Regions from separate parts of the Sus scrofa genome. Here region 1 is linked to region 2. A link is a contact called in public Hi-C data. All regions are on one chromosome and are shown on one strand. Each heading gives the region's core, a stretch centred on a gene start, on an enhancer-like site or on the middle of the called end of the contact. The rest is flanking DNA. Distances are from core to core; before and after follow the strand shown.

What was found. A called contact is a pair of places that touch in the nucleus more often than the background predicts.
Region 1: a contact with region 2 is called in a Hi-C map of retroperitoneal adipose tissue, with 2.1 times the contacts expected there. The contact joins two enhancer-like sites. A contact is called at or near these places in 8 of 47 Hi-C or Micro-C datasets (embryonic fibroblasts, fetal heart ventricle, fetal skeletal muscle and 4 more) and 2 of 2 datasets of contacts at active chromatin or transcription factors (alveolar macrophages and skeletal muscle).

Annotation. Positions count from the first base shown.
Region 1 is chrX:111,317,819-111,325,550 of Sscrofa11.1, forward strand. It overlaps a transcript of FHL1 not described here. Among named protein-coding and RNA genes, the nearest start is that of FHL1, 35 kb to the right of the region's middle. Within about 2 kb of position 4,248, at least 7 of the 83 cell types and tissues checked have an H3K27ac peak or open chromatin away from gene starts, as enhancers often do. A contact at or near this core is called in retroperitoneal adipose tissue, where this site is marked.
Region 2 is chrX:111,215,469-111,222,996 of Sscrofa11.1, forward strand. It overlaps SLC9A6 (sodium/hydrogen exchanger 6), which reads left to right. Exons shown (of 17, transcript XM_005657924.3): 14 at 2,306-2,336; 15 at 5,236-5,315. Among named protein-coding and RNA genes, the nearest start is that of SLC9A6, 43 kb to the left of the region's middle. Within about 2 kb of position 4,308, at least 10 of the 83 cell types and tissues checked have an H3K27ac peak or open chromatin away from gene starts, as enhancers often do. A contact at or near this core is called in retroperitoneal adipose tissue, where this site is marked.

The sequences.
Region 1 (7,732 bases), core at 2,998-5,497, 100 kb after region 2:
TCATGGATTCCAGTCGGGTTTGTCACCTGCTGAGCAACAACAGGATCTCCCATTTTTCCTTTATAAAAGCTGATGTCTGTCAAGGTTGTGGGAAAGGCATTTTAAAGATTGCATTTACTTCCCAACATAAGTAGGCAGTTCCGTTGTAGCAAATGCTGCCCCTGCACGTGCCCGCATAACAGTTGTTTTTAATCTGGCACTATTAACAACTAAGTTCTTCAGCTTTCCTTTCTTTCTTGGCCCTCTGGGTTCTTTTCTTTCCTTTTTTTTTTTTTTTTTTTTTTTGGTCTTTTTGTCTTTTTGCTATTTCTTTAGGCCGCTCCCGAGGCACATGGAGGTTCCCAGGCTAGGGGTCTAATTGGAGCTGTAGCCACCGGCCTACGCCAGAGCCACAGCAACGTGGAATCCGAGCCGCGCCTGCAACCTACACCACAGCTCACGGCAACGCTGGATCCTGAACCCACTGAGCAAGGGCAGGGACCGAACCTGCAACCTCGTGGTTCCTAGTCGGATTCATTAACCACTGCGCCACAACGGGAGCTCCCCCTCTGGGTTCTTTCTGTAGCTGTGCGTGTCACTCTCTCTTCGTCTCTCCTTTGCCTGGGTGTCTGTTTCACTTTCCCGGTGACTTTTTTTCTATCCAGTGGACTCTGCCCACTTTTCCTTTTTCTGGCCTCAAAGTCATCGTCGGTCCTAGTGTCATCATCCTGGTCATCTGCCCTGCGTTCCCCCCCCCGCCGCCGCCCGGCACCCTTTTGGCCACTGCCAGTTACCCCAGCCTAGGCCAGATCTCATTTTTCAGCCTGGAATGGGCAGGAAAACTGCTCTCCAGAGGAAGTGTGAGGTGAGATCTGGTGTCACTTGATACAGAAATGTCACCGTTAGAATAAAATTAAACAAAATACGTCCAGAGACTACATAGTTGCATAGACAGGTAAACCTGTGAACGCAAAATCATTTCTTCTCTGTGGCCAGGGCCCCAGCCAGTGCTAAAGCTACGTGAAATAATGAAAATGGATACTCACTGCCAAGGGCTTACTAGCTGAACAAATGAGAAAATTGTACCCTTGCCTAGGGGTGTGTTCTTAAGTAGCTTTTGCTCCTGTTCCTCGTTATTGCCTGCTAATGAATGTGCGCATTGCCAGTGAGCCACCAGCTCTTCCCAGCTTCCTGTAGTACTCTGTATTTCTCTTCTGAAACTGGCTTTTCCTTTGTATTTAAACCAATGATATTTGCTTGCTCTTTGTTTCGGAACTACTATAGGTGTAAAATGTACAGAAAAAAGAAGATACATATGTACTGTTTTTTTTAATGTTTTAATTTTTTGTCTTTTTAGGGCCGCACCCGCAGCCTGTGGAGGTTCCCAGGCTAGGGGGCTGAATCAGAGCTGTAGCCGCTGGCCTGTGCCAGAGCCACAGCAGTGCCAGATGCGAGCCATAACTGTGACCTATACCACAGCTCACGGCAACGCCACATCCTTAACCCACTGAGCGAGGCCAGGGATCGATCCTGCATCCTCATGGTTGCCAATCAGATTCGTTTCCCCTCAGCCACAGTGGAAACTCCTGTGCTGGTTTTTTTTTGGTTTGTTTGTTTTGTTTTTAATGCAGTGAAACCTAGAAAAAAAGAAAAGCAGTGAAAATAAGTCTTGGTTGCCGGCACTCTACTTTGTGTAAGATTTCTATTTTATTTACTCACCTGAAAACTCTGGATCTTACATATGTTCAAGATGTAAAATGTTCCATAGACGTTCTAATCACAAGAAATTGCAATATCCACAAAGTTTCAGATGTACTTTTCAATACTAAGGACCTGTTAGCTGGGAATGTAGAGCTTTTATCATCAGGGTGGTTTTGACAAGGATGATACAAATGTAAGTTTCTATACTTGATTAACAAGTTTTGTTATTCACTTTCAGCTTTAGAGTGTGGATGAGGCTGCTTGGCTCCTGTCAGATTGAAAATGTGTGATTTAGTAGGAAGACATTAAGGATTGGTTTTTCATTGAATCTCTGCCAGGTTTAGTATTAGACTTTATTTTTGTTTGGGAAGCTGATTGCCAGCATCTGCCCGTAGACGAAATCAGTCATCTTCGGAGTTCCCGTCGTGGCGCAGTGGAAAACAAACCCGACTAGGAACCATGAGGTTGTGGATTCCATCCCTGGCCTCACTCAGTGGGTTGAGGATCCAGCGTTGCCGTGAGCTGTGGTGTAGGTCGCAGATGCAGCTCGGATCTGGTGTTGCTGTGGCTGTGGTGTAGACCTGCAGCTGCATCTCCGATTCGACCCCTAGCCTGGGAACCCCCATATGCCATGGGTGCGGCCCTAAAAAGCAAAAAAAAAAAGAGAATCATTTGCACTTTCGTGTGACCAGGTGAACTGAAGTAACGGGTGACGCCCAGGTTTCTGAGACTAAAGAGGTCACACAGACCCACTCATATGAGTCATAAATTCCAAACATTTTTATATCATGAGCCATAGTAGCAGATTTAGACATCTGAGTTAACAACATTTTGTTAAGAAATACCCTGTAAGTAATGGTGATTTCAAATACTGAAAATGATTTAAGAAATTCCTCAGCGCTATGGCTTTTAGAAACTAAGGAGATACTTAGTTCCTTGTCAAAGATTCTACATCTCAAAATGCAGGAACAATTCAGATTTTCACATCCCAGGCTCTTCTCGTCTCAGCCACAGGATGCAGAATTTCCAGTGGAGTAGGCACACTAAGGAAAGAAACCAAGCAGCCAAGCTAATAGGAGGTGAAAGTTTTTATTTGCATCTACGGATAAAGCAGTCAGCCTTTGTTAGAGCCACTTTTTAAATATTGACTTTTCCCCTCAATTCATTAAGGAATAAGTAAGAGAACTGTGTGTATTTAAATGTACAACATAGTACAATACATACATCTATTGTAAATCAGGAGATTGCGATTAACATGGACTAGATACAAAATAGATAACACTTAGCACAGGGAACTAGAATATGTTGTAATAACATAGAGTGGGAAAGAATCTGAAAAATAACTTTATATATATAGATATATATACACACACACACGGATGTATAACTGAATCACTTTGTTGTACACTAGAAACTAACACAACCTTGTGAATTAGCTTTAATTAAAAATGGTTTTAAAATACCAAAAAAGAAAAGGTATGCAGCGTGGTGATTTGCTATACTTTCACCCCGTGGAAAGATTATCAAGATAATTTAATATCCGCTTTATTGCGTGTTATTTATGTACAGCGAACTCATCCTGCAGTGTGGCGGGTTGTGCAGAGGCCTGTGCCCGGGAAGCCCCTGCCCCGTCACTCCCCCGCCAGTTCCCCGCGCCCTTGGCAGCACATTCCTCCCCGCCAAGGGCCCGGCAACCACTGATGTGCTTTTGTGTGAGAGCTGAAGGGTTGTGGATCTTTCTCTATCCAAAGACCAGAGAGAAATCCCACACGTTATTTTCCTCTCTGTATTTAAGATAAAAGAATATTCCAGGTTTGACTTCCTGGAACCTATTTCTCATTGTCTGAAGGTGAGTAGTTAAGAATTTTGCCTGCAAGTAAACTACAGCCTCCTTCTTTTTATTTATTTATTTGTCTCTCTGCTATTTCTTTGGGCCGCTCCCTCGGCATATGGAGGTTCCCAGGCTAGGGGTTGAATCGGAACTGTAGCCACCGGCCTACGCCAGAGCCACAGCAACGCGGGATCCGAGCCGCGTCCGCAACCCACACCACAGCTCACGGCAACGCCGGGTCGTTAACCCACTGAGCAAGGGCAGGGACCGAACCCGCAACCTCATGGTTCCTAGTTGGATTCGTTAACCACTGCGCCACGACGGGAACTCCTTTTTTTTTAAATTTATTTTTTATTTTATTTATTTTTTTGTCTTTGTGCTCTTTCTTTGAGCCTCCTTCTTAAATGGGCTCATTACATACTTGGATTGAAGGGAAATTGCAGCCAAGAGAAACAATTCTGATAAAACGGAAAAGCGGTAAATGTTCATCTGAGGTGGATCCAGTGAGATGTCACATCCCCCAAGAACAGAACAAGTAAAGGAATTTGAATTTGGCTTTGCACTTATTCATAAATTAAAAACGAAAGAATGAGAAGACATGTTCTACACCTGTAGGTCTCTCCCGACAGCTAGTGTGTGTGTGTCATCATCTTTCAGGAACAGCCTGTCCCGTGAGCCTTCCCGAAGAGTCGAAGCGGGTCTCAGGGAATCTCCAGCGGATGGACGGTCCGTCTTTACGCACCGTGGTGCAGAGCCAGCTGGAATTAGTACATGTTCCCTCCCCGCTGATATATCCAGGCCAACAGATAGCTAGGCAATTTAAGGGCCACCGTATTGAGATGCAGTTTGTCCCTTCCTCACTCACGCCCTCAGAGCAAGTCCTGTCACGGCGCCTTTGGGACTGGCGGGCTCTCCTTTCCATTGCGGTCCCTCTGTCCTGCCGCAGAGTCTCCATCTGCTGCTCCGATCGCTGCTGTTTCCGCCCTCCCCTGGTTTCCTTTCCCCGTTTTCTTTCTTCTCATCTTTTCTGTCTCCTGATGCTCCTTCTCTCACACTGCTCTGCTTTCTCATGGCAAAGCTGTTTTTGTAAACATCCCCAGAGCGAGTCATCAGTAGACTAATTCCAGCATGTCAGATGTCATCTTGGAGACTGTTTTTCTTGGTATTGTGATCCAATCATTACTTGAGACTCCTTTTAAGTTTGGGCCCATGCCGGAGGTTTGGGAGCTGTGGGCAGTTGGTTTTCAGATAATCAGAGTTGAATGTGTTTGCAGAACTGTGTTATAGACAGTCTTTGGAACCATGAATCATTACAGTGGAATGAATGATGTATGTTCCAGTGTGCCCATGAAACTGCCTTTTACAAACCTAAAGCAATTAAAATGGTCTTGAGATTTATTATTCCTCATAACGTACTGTAAAGTGTTGGTTGTTTTAGCAAAAACCTTGAACACGTGTCAAAATATATAGAATGCACAACCCAGAGAGTGACCCCTAATGTAACATGTGGACCTTAGTTAATAATAATGGCTCATCAACTGTAAAAAACAAAATAGAGTAATGCAGGATATTCATAATAGAAGAAACTGGGAGGGGTGATGTGGAGGGATGCGGAAATTACTTTCTGATCCATTGTCCTGTAAATCTTAAACTGCTTTAAAAAAATCTATTAATTAAAAAAAACCCTTCATACATTTGGGATTCAGAAATACAACGAATACATCAGGCCCTTTTTATTATTAAACTGTAGATAAAAGCTCAGTGTTTAAGTACTAGTTAAGTACTAGTTCAGTAAGGGAGGTGCTTCTCGGTGAGTGACATAGCTTATACCACTGGGCTCCCTGAATAGTGCAAGTGTGCACTCCCGGGAGAGCCGCCCAGAGCTGCTCGCCGCAATCTGGTTGCACAGGACTTACTGGGGCAGGTCAGTGTGAGCGCTGGCTTGCGACTTTCTTCGTCGGCCACCTTTGGGCATCGTGTCATCTTTATGGTGCAGCAGAACCCCAGACTTGACAAATTACCTGCCCTACAACCTAATGAGCCCTTTTTTGACCCTTGCATCTATGGTATTGCTAGCAACAGTGACGGTTGGTGAGCTCCTGCCAACTCTTGGAGCCAATATCCAGGTCAGAGTTTGATTGCTTTGGGCCACAGGCTGTGGCGTGGCTTGTAGTAGCATAGACCTAAGGCCAGGACCTCCGGGTAATTGCCCGGTGTGGCCAGTGCTGCAGTGCCCCCATGTGAAAAGGTGAGTTCTTTGAAGGTCTTCCTGTAAATGGTTTCTGTATCCTGGGATTGGGGGATTATTACGAGCAACGGCGGGCCCGCGTTGCTTTCTTGAGTTGGCTCCGTGGACAGTCGTGAGAGGGGGCGGGGTGGGGAACTGGCCTGAGAGCGACATTGAAGCTGAGGGGAGCAAGGGAACGTTGGGATGATATTGAAGTCACTGGAAGAGACAAAATGGACAAAGTCTTGAGAATCAGCACATAAATGAGCGTGATCACTCAAGGGATGATGCCGTGGGGAGGTGGTAGTTCATGGAGTGTGTCTGTCAGGTCTGGGATGAGACCCAGGGTCAGGAAGTCTGTACAGTTAGCTGCAGAAATACTAATGAAGGGGGCACTTGTATTTCACTTACTAAATTGCGTAGTGGGAAAATTTTTTCTGTACGTGAATCTGTTTATATGCTCATAGTTATTCCTGTTATTAGACGAGCTTTCCCATGTTTTTGAAGGCATATTCTTTTTTTTTTTTGGCCACATCTGCAGTGTGTGGAAGTTCCCAGGCCAGGGATCGAACCTGTGCTACAGCAGTGACAATGACAGATCCTTAACAAGGGAACTCAACTCCTAAAAGCATTTTCTTGACTTCCCAGCCTGACTAGTTGGCTGTACACGTGGTCGTCCCTCTGCTGGAGGCAGCAGGTTCACTTAGCGGGCGGAGGGGAAGGAGGGGCATTGATCACCGCCCCCCTCCCGGAGTCACGGTCCGAGACGGGGGTTGGGGGTTCCTCTGGGCCGCTGGTGACCCCAGTGGTGGCACACGGCCACATTCTTTTTGGTCACCTTCACCATTGACACCAAGTTCTGTGAGCTGGCTTGATTGTAAAGCAATTCCTGTCCATTGTAGACACAGCAGAAGTCACGGTCACCAAATCATCGTGCATTTACCCCACAGGTAGACAGGCTGGGTCAGCTGGCAGGGCTGGCATGGTGTTGCTCCTGCCAGCTGGGCTGCTGGAGGTGTGACAAGGTCTCCTTGCTGCTCACCCGGCTGCTGCTCACAGCCCTTGGGCTCCTCTCTGCCTCCCTTCCCCTTTCGCTCTCTTTACCCTTCATTCAGTAACTTGAGAATTTTCTGTTAAGGAACAAAAAAGGGGGACCTGGGCTCAAAAAATGGGGGGCCGCTTGGCCTAAGTAATCACGGCCCAGAGCAGCGGGCCTCAGACCGGCCGCACTGCGGGCACGAGCGCGGGCTGCGCGGGCTCGTTCGGTGGAAGGCGGGACTCCGGGTGCTTGTGACAGGTTCTGACCCACGACTTGGCAGTTGATTCGGGTCCCCTTCCGCTTTTAAAACCCCCATGCTTTTCCTTTACGGGGTGTCCTCCTGCCTGTGGCGGACCCTGGCTGCGCGCAGGCCGCTGGGCGGCGTTTCCCGCGTGGCCGATGGATCGGAGCGGGGCTGCCCGGTCGCCGGCGCAAGGAAGGAGTTCGCAGAGGGCCCAGCCCGGCCTGGGCGGGCTGAATCCCCAGATTCAGCAGGTGAGGTCGGCAGGTGTTTATCGAGGGCTTACTCTGCGCAGGGCACTTTGCTGGGCGCTGCGGGGCATGTTAACAGCCAAAGTGGTCTCTTCAACCAAGGGCCGTCCGTTCTGGTGGAGGAGCCCTTAGAGGCGCATCGAGGATGTGGGGGACGGAGTCCTGAACCGAGGGCGGAGAGGAGAGTCCAGAGCACTGAATCCTCGCCCGGGGGCTACCCAGAACTAGCTGATCCCTCGGGCAAATCAGTTCCCCTCTCAGGGCCTCAGTTTACAAAAGCGGAATGGGACTGGGGAATCTCTGAGACAGTCTGTAGACTGGCTCACAAACAGAGGCCGCAACAAGTTAAACGGCGGTACAAGGCAGTAATAGGACTTCGCGAATGAAGTATAAATAGAACACTGAATATTCTATGTATATGGCACGTACATTTATACTGTGTAATTATACTAATTATGACTAT
Region 2 (7,528 bases), core at 3,058-5,557:
GATTTTTAAATCCAGCCGCAATCTTGAAGGATTTGAAAGCATGAGAGTGACATGATCTGTTGTGGGGACAGTGGCTCCTCCGTGAGTCAGAGCCAGCCAGCTCTTCCTACATCCTTTCGCATGGTTTGTGACAGTCGCATTTGGCTCTGGGTCGTTTACCACACATACTTTACATTTCTCTCATCTCTGAGCCTTTGCTCATACTGTTGCCTCTGTCTGGAATTCTCTTTCACTCCCATGAAATGACACAGCTCAAAGGCCTTCCTTCTCCCCACTTCTATCGGAACCACTCTTCCACTTGCGTAACACAGGGTCTCACTGTTGCGGCACTTATCTCAGCCTTGTAAGGATTTAGCGAGTGGTAACGAGGTGTCAGACACTCTTTTTGAATCTTTGGACACCTTTTCTGGGTTAATCCTTGCAGCACCTCTGTGTGGTGGACATCACTCCCAGTTTCCAGGTTCATAGGGCTGCATAACTGAGTTCACACAGCTTGAAAGGAGCTGAGGTCAGACTGGAAGCCAGCTCTCCCTGATGGCAGAGCCCTGGGGGATCACAGTCCCGTTGTGTCTGTCTCCCCACTGGTCCGTGAGCTCGTTGAGGGCAGGGCTGTGTCTAAGTCACGTCTATGCCGTGTGCTTAGCACAGTGCCTGGCGGGTAGTGACTGCTCTGCTACACATCCACTGCGCTGCCTCGGCCTCCAGCCGTGTTCCCCCTGAGACTCACCAAGTTGCTGCCTGCCAGACCACTAGGTGTCACTTTAGATACACGAATGTGGTTAGAGTTTCCCATGGCTAAGAAGCTATTAGAGACCTTTTGGCCATTTTAACGAAGAAATGAGTGTGTGTGTATTTGGGGGGGGGGATTCTGAATCTAGTCATGGCCATGTGTTTTCACATATTGGATTGTGATTCACTTGCCTTCCAGATGAGGTCTTGCAGCGCTTCCTTCCCTTCGGTGGTATTCATATTCTGGGATGCTCCTGCTACAGCTTCCCATCCTGCTGTGTGTTCTGTGTTGTCTGTAGTAGTGACCTTAATTGATAAACGTTTGAGCGCCTCTTGTGTGTCAGGTACTGTGCTAGACTCTGGGGAGACAGAGCTGAGCTGGGACCTGGCCTTTACCCTCAAGGAGCTCACAGTCTGTTTGGGGAGACTGACCGGTAAATAATTATACTCTACTGTGCTCAGTAGTATGATGAAGGGACCTAGGAGGTGCTGTAAAAGCACAGAGGAAAAATGATTCTGCCTGAAAGGGTCATAGTATGGCTCATTGGGAACTCGACAAAGGAAGAGAACGAGATAAGTGCCAGTGCATTTCACGTAGAGGGCACAGCATGAGCAAAGGCAAGGAGGCTCCGGAGAGGACAGGACCTGGGGAGAGCCTCGGTCGAGGCTGGCTGACACGGGGTGTGTGGTAGAGAAGGGGGGTGGGGGCAGGCTGGAGCGGCGGGGCTTGCTCGTTTGAATGCCACGCAGAGGACTTGAGCCTTGGTCCTGTGAGTGGCAAGCCCCTCTCGAGGCTTTTGTCAAGGCAATAAGCTGGTGAGTCCTGTGCTTCAGACGCCCACCTCGAGGTTAGAGGCAGTTGCTCCAGTTGCTCCAGACCCCATCTGTCAGAAGGAGGCTCGGGCCTGAGCAGCTGGAATGGACAGGAGAGAAGATCTGAGGAGCAGTTTAGAGAAAGAATGAATAGAGTTGCCGAGCGCTCGCATCGAGGTGACAGAGGAGTCAAAATGAGCTTCTTCATGATGAAGTTGTTCCCTGGGTAGAGAAAGCAGGAATTTGAAGCAGATAAAGAGAAATTATGAAGAACCAAGGCTGATGTCTACCCATTAGTTTCTGGAAAAAAAGCCCTGGAATTGAACCCTCTCTTCAGTCATAACAGAATGTTGCCAGGAGAGCTGAGGGGCCTGCAGACAGGCAGCTCCCTCCTGGCACTGCGGTGGGCCAGTCTTGTCTTGGGACCTACCCCATAGTTGCTCCTCAGCAGCGAGGGCAGTGCTGCTGTCCCTAACACTTGCTCGCAGTGGGCTGAGAGTCAGAGACGACAAGGAGGTCTTTCTGAAACTGGTAAGTGGGGTTGGATTGCAGGAGGAGAACGTTAGCAGAGCCTGCTTGCCTTAGGATCCAAGCTGTTGCTAAGGAAAGTGGCAGGAGCCAAAGCACCAGCCGCCATGTAGCAGCACGGAAACCTTAACCGTTCTGGAGCTTCTGCGTTGAGAAAACGGGCTGCCTGACAGTGTGTGAATAGACCCTTTTTTTGGCTTTGAGATCTCATTTGCTTTCTGTGTTTCTCCCTCAGGGTTGGTGTTGATTCAGACCAAGAACATTTGGTAAATATGCGTTTGTGTTGTCTCTGGCGTTTCTGTTGAATGTGCAGTCGCTGGGAGAGAAAACTCATCTACTGTAGACTGCGTGCCACTATTATTTAGATCCTGTCTTGTTTGCATCAGCTTTTCACTGACATCATTCCTGGCTTTTCTCACTGCTCAGCAGAGACAAAACTGAATTTTAGGCAACATGTGGTGATCCAGGGTGACAGCTCTCCTATCTGTGGGCCAACCTGGGCTTTGGGCACAGCCGAGAGCAGTTCCTTCAGTGCTCCTGGGTTTTCAAGTGCCTGCCCTGGCACAGGCAGCCTTTTTCCACTTTGGTTTGCGCATAAAGGCTTGTCTCTGATGTCAGCCCCACTCCAGCTGCTCTTCCTGTGGAACTTTCAAATTGGATGACCAGCAGCTGCCCTTGAGAACTGCCTGGAAGCTTTGGAGTCTTCAGCCAGTCTTCCCGCCTGTTCAGCTTTCTTAGCCTGAGCCTCAGCCCTGCCCACGTTTCCTGGCTTATTTACCTCCATGTGTCACTTTCTCGGTTGGTCCTCTGAGCTTGAGCCTGTAGACGAATGCAGTGTAACCCAGTGCCTTCCCTCAACTGACCACCCTTTTCTGGTTTTTCCCTCTGCTTTATTTTGTGGGGGTGGCACTCGCGGCATATGGGAGTTCCTCTGCCAGGGATCCAACCCGAGCCCGAAGTTGTGACCTGCACCACAGCTGCAGCGATGCCGGGTTCTCAACCCACTGTGCCTCAGGGGAGCATCTGCCCTCGGCTTCTTAATGCTTTCTGAGCAGCATCACTGAATATGTCCCTCTGCCCCAGACGTGAGGTGGGAAATCACAGAAATTAGGGTTTTGAAGATGAAAAGCATCACTTTCAAAAGACAGTTCTTTTTCTTGTCTGAAACAAGCCCTAGTCTGTTTTTTTGTTTTTTGGGTTTTTTTTTGTCTTTTTGTCTTTTTTAGGGCCACACCTCGGCATATGGAAGTTCCCAGGATAGGGGTCGAATGGGAGCTACAGCTGCTGGCCTACACCACAGCCACAGCAATGCCAGATCCTCAACCCACTGAGCGAGGCCGGGGATCAAACCCACGTCTTCATGGATACTAGTCCAGTTCGTTAACTACTGAGCCATGATGGGAACTCCCAGCCCTAGTCTATTTGTCTTCAGGGTGTAGTTCAGGAAAAAACCCATTTAGCAGATTCATTTCCTATATGTTCATTTTGCCAGCTGTTTAGTCATGAGTATGTATGTGACATAGTACTTGCCTCTTCTGTGGTCAGAACCTGAAAGTATAATTTCATGGGCTTGAAATACTTGTGCAAACCAGGCTTAGATAAATTCCATAAGGCTGAGCTGCTGGGATAGCTTCCAAGGGGTAATAGCCCCTCAGCGCCTCCACCCTCACGTCCAAACAAGAAGAGCTATCAAATGGCTCACCAGACAGATGCTTGATCACCATCTGCATGGGTCTCCACCTGCTCTGTCACCCCTGTCACCACAGGGGAGAAATGGAAATGGAGTGAGAGGGGGACAGTCAGGTGCTGAGTACTGGCTGTAACATCCAGAAAAAAAAAATACCATTTTTACTTTGCCCTCAAAGCTGTATGGATGCCCTCGCTGAGCATATTGTTTACTCAGTACTTCAGGTGTCCATCCGAGAAGCGCAGAGGAGGATTATAATAGGTATGGAGTTGAGGAGGGGGGGGAACAGGTGTTCTTGTGGTGAGAAGATCGAGGGATTTATAGATTCATTGCTCTTCAGAAAGCGGAGACGTACCAGCCAACACCTCCTGGTGTGAGAGGAAAATTGGGTGCTTCTTGGCTCTTATAAGCCCACCCGGTGCTCTTAAACGTTGCGTGTGGGCCTGTGTGCTGCTGCATGTTGAGAGGAAGATTCATTTATTTCAAGAATCAGGAAGAGCAGGAACCCAAACCCAGAATCAGAACTCTGCACTCTTCGAAATTCATGGAACCATAGACCATTCATGCTGGAAAGAGCCTTTAAGTCACGTTGCATCCATGAAAAAACTCAGGCCCGGAGAGGGAAGGGCCCAGCCAGGTCGTGTCAGAGCCAGACGGGCCAGACTGACCACACCGTATTACACATAGGGACCCACTTTAGGCTTTTGGAAGCTGTCTATGCAGAGGCCTGCTTGCTCTGCATGTTTTCCCTTCGGCCAGTCCAGCTCACCATGGACTTTCCCTGTTTGCTTGCCTTTTGTTAGTGTCTAAGAATAATAGCGGCAGCTTTGAAAATGCCAGTTACTTTTGGGGCCCATGACAGCTCTTAAAGACTGGGATGTCGATGTGATGTTTTCTACTTAAGGTATAGTTCACATTGTGGGTGTAAACCTTTCAGATTTAGGGGTGAATTATCCCACATGGGTTTTTTTAAATCCCTCAGTGGGCTCATAAATCAGCAAGCAGCCTGAGTAACGGAAGTGTTTGGAAAAACACTTCAGTTTCTTATTCCCAAGCTGCAGTATACAAGCTAGTACATTTCTTTTTTTGTCTTTTGTTTTGTTTTGTTTTTAGGGCCACACCCGCGGCATATGGAGGTTCCCAGGCTAGAGGTCAAATCAGAGGTACAGCTGTCGGCCTACGCTAGAGCCACAGCCATGCCAGATCTGGGCTGTGTCTGTGACCTACACCCCAGCTCACGGCAACGCTGGATCCTTAACCCACTGAGCAAGGCCAGGGATCAAACGCACAACCTCATGGTTCCTAGTCGGATTTGTTTCTGCTGTGCCACGACAGGAACTGCAGCTAGTACATTTCTGATGTTACCCGTGTGGGAGAGGATCTCAGATGTGGTAGGCGATATTTCTGAGTCTACAGAGAAGTGATTCTTAAATGTGTTTTTATCTTTGTGTATGTATTGATTTATTATCTGTTTGCAGGGTATTCCTGAAAGTGAAAGAAGAACCACCAAAGCAGAGAGTGCCTGGCTTTTCCGGATATGGTACAACTTTGATCATAAGTATCCTTGAGAAAAAAATTGGTAGTGTGGACACGGACAATTACAGTTTTTTTGTTTGTTTCCTTGTCTTTTTAGGGCTATACCTGAGACATATGGAAGTTTCCAGGCTAGGGGTTGAATTGGAGCTACAGCTGCCAGCCCACACCACAGCCACTGCACTGTGGGATTCGAGCCTCGTCTATGACCTATGCCAGATCCTTAACCCACGGAGCAAGGCTAGGGATCAAACCCGCATCCTCATGGATACTGGTTGGATTCGTTTCCACTGCGCCACAGCGGGAACTCCAACAATTACAAGTTAATGGAACAACTGTTTTGACTACCCTCGTCCTGAGCTGAGACGTAAAAGCGGTCATTGTTCCTCCCTTTCCTCTGCAGTGCAGCGGAGAAGGTTACTAACGGAAACCCACGAAACCAGTAGGGACTGCTTCCTGCAGATGCTGGCTGCGTGCAGGGCCTCGGGAGACCTTGTGAGAGCCTTGCTTTGATATATAGGTTTATTTATCAAGCACACTCTAATATTTATTGTCCTTCAGCTAATTCAATGAATGCCACAAAAAGTATTTGTTGGTTCTTGTCAGTGTTCTTGCTAGGGCAAAAGAGGAAGGGCTGCCTTAGGAAAAAACCATGAGAAAGAAATGCAGCAGTGCTGGAGACCACAGTGAGCCCTTTTTCTGTGGCCTTTCCAGAGACTGGGAGATTCTGCTCTCCACTCGGAGTGCCAGTGCTTCCTTATTTTTACCGGATTCCTTTCTGGTCCTATTGCAACAGTCTTCTTCAGAGCGCTCCTTTAGGTGGGGTTACAGATAGTAACCTGTTTAAATCATGCCTTTTGAAAAGCATTTTATCACTCGCCGTTTATTAATTTCCTCTTTGAAAATTGAAGTAGAAAAAGGGACCATGGAGTTCTTTCTAGCTGAGACCTGTCAGTAAATGAATCAAACCCTGGTTTATGTTCCATTGAAGCAGATTTGGGACAACCGTGTAAAATGTTTTTTCCTTGCTTTTGACTTTCTCATCAAAACCTTCTATGTTTAAGAAAAATACATGTGACACTTATCATTAGAAACTACTACTTTATTCTCTTTGCTAGAATTTTACATTCGCTTTTTGCAAGAACTCAAGATTAGATTAATATATGAAAACATGAATGCCGCATATCTCTGGTATTAAGACTCCCATTAGAGAGAGAGAGATGCTGCCTCTTTAAAATTGTTGAAAAATTATGTCATTATTTTTGGCTCCATTATCAGCATTTTGGGTATAAGCCACTCCCATATCTCTTGGGGCTTTTTCATCCCTCTGGTTTAACAAAATTGTTCAGTTTTTCCTGCCTAAAATGTTTTGTGCATTTTCTGCATAATATACAAAGTAACTAAATGATACGAATGTAGCAAAAGAGTAGAATAATTTTTTCTATGTATTCTTACAGAAGTAAACACCAAGAATTGTTTGACTCAGTATTATTAGCCTCAGACTTGGTAAATTTGATTCCTAGTGCCCTGGTAGAACTAAGCATTCATCATTCCAGATTTCAGTTCCTTTGTGCAGCCAGATTGTTCTAATTGAAATGTAACTTGACTACAGTAATGTATACAAATCTTAAGCTTACAACTTGATGAATTTTGTCTTACGTATACTCCTGTGTGCCTGCCACCAATATAGAGAGAGCATTTCAAGCACCCTAGAAGACACCACCTTCCCTGCAGTCAGTACTGCCTTCCTGAAGGCCTGCCCCATCCCAGCCAAAAAGGCAGCCCTATTCTGATTTCTAGCGGCATGGATTAGTTTCACCTGTTTTTTTATCTTCATATAAATGGAATCATATATCATGTATTACTTTGTTTTCCTTCTTTCTTGTTTGCCTTGTGGGTTTTTTTGTTTGTTTGCTTTTTAGGGCCGCACATGCAGCATACGGACAATCCCAGGCTAGGGGTTGAATTGGAGCTGCAGCTGCAACCTATGCCACAGCCACAGCAACACTAGATCTGAGCCGCATCTGCGACCTACACCACAGCTCATGGCAACACCGGATTCTTAACCCACTGAGTGAGGCTGGGGATTGAACCTGCGTCCTTGTGGATACTAGTCAGGTTCGTTACCGCTGAGCCACGACAGGAACTCCCTCTTTTGGCTTCTTTCGCTTAGCACTGTGCTAAGTGCTGCCTATACAAGAAACTCATTCTCTCTTTTTTTTTTTCCCTCTTTTATTT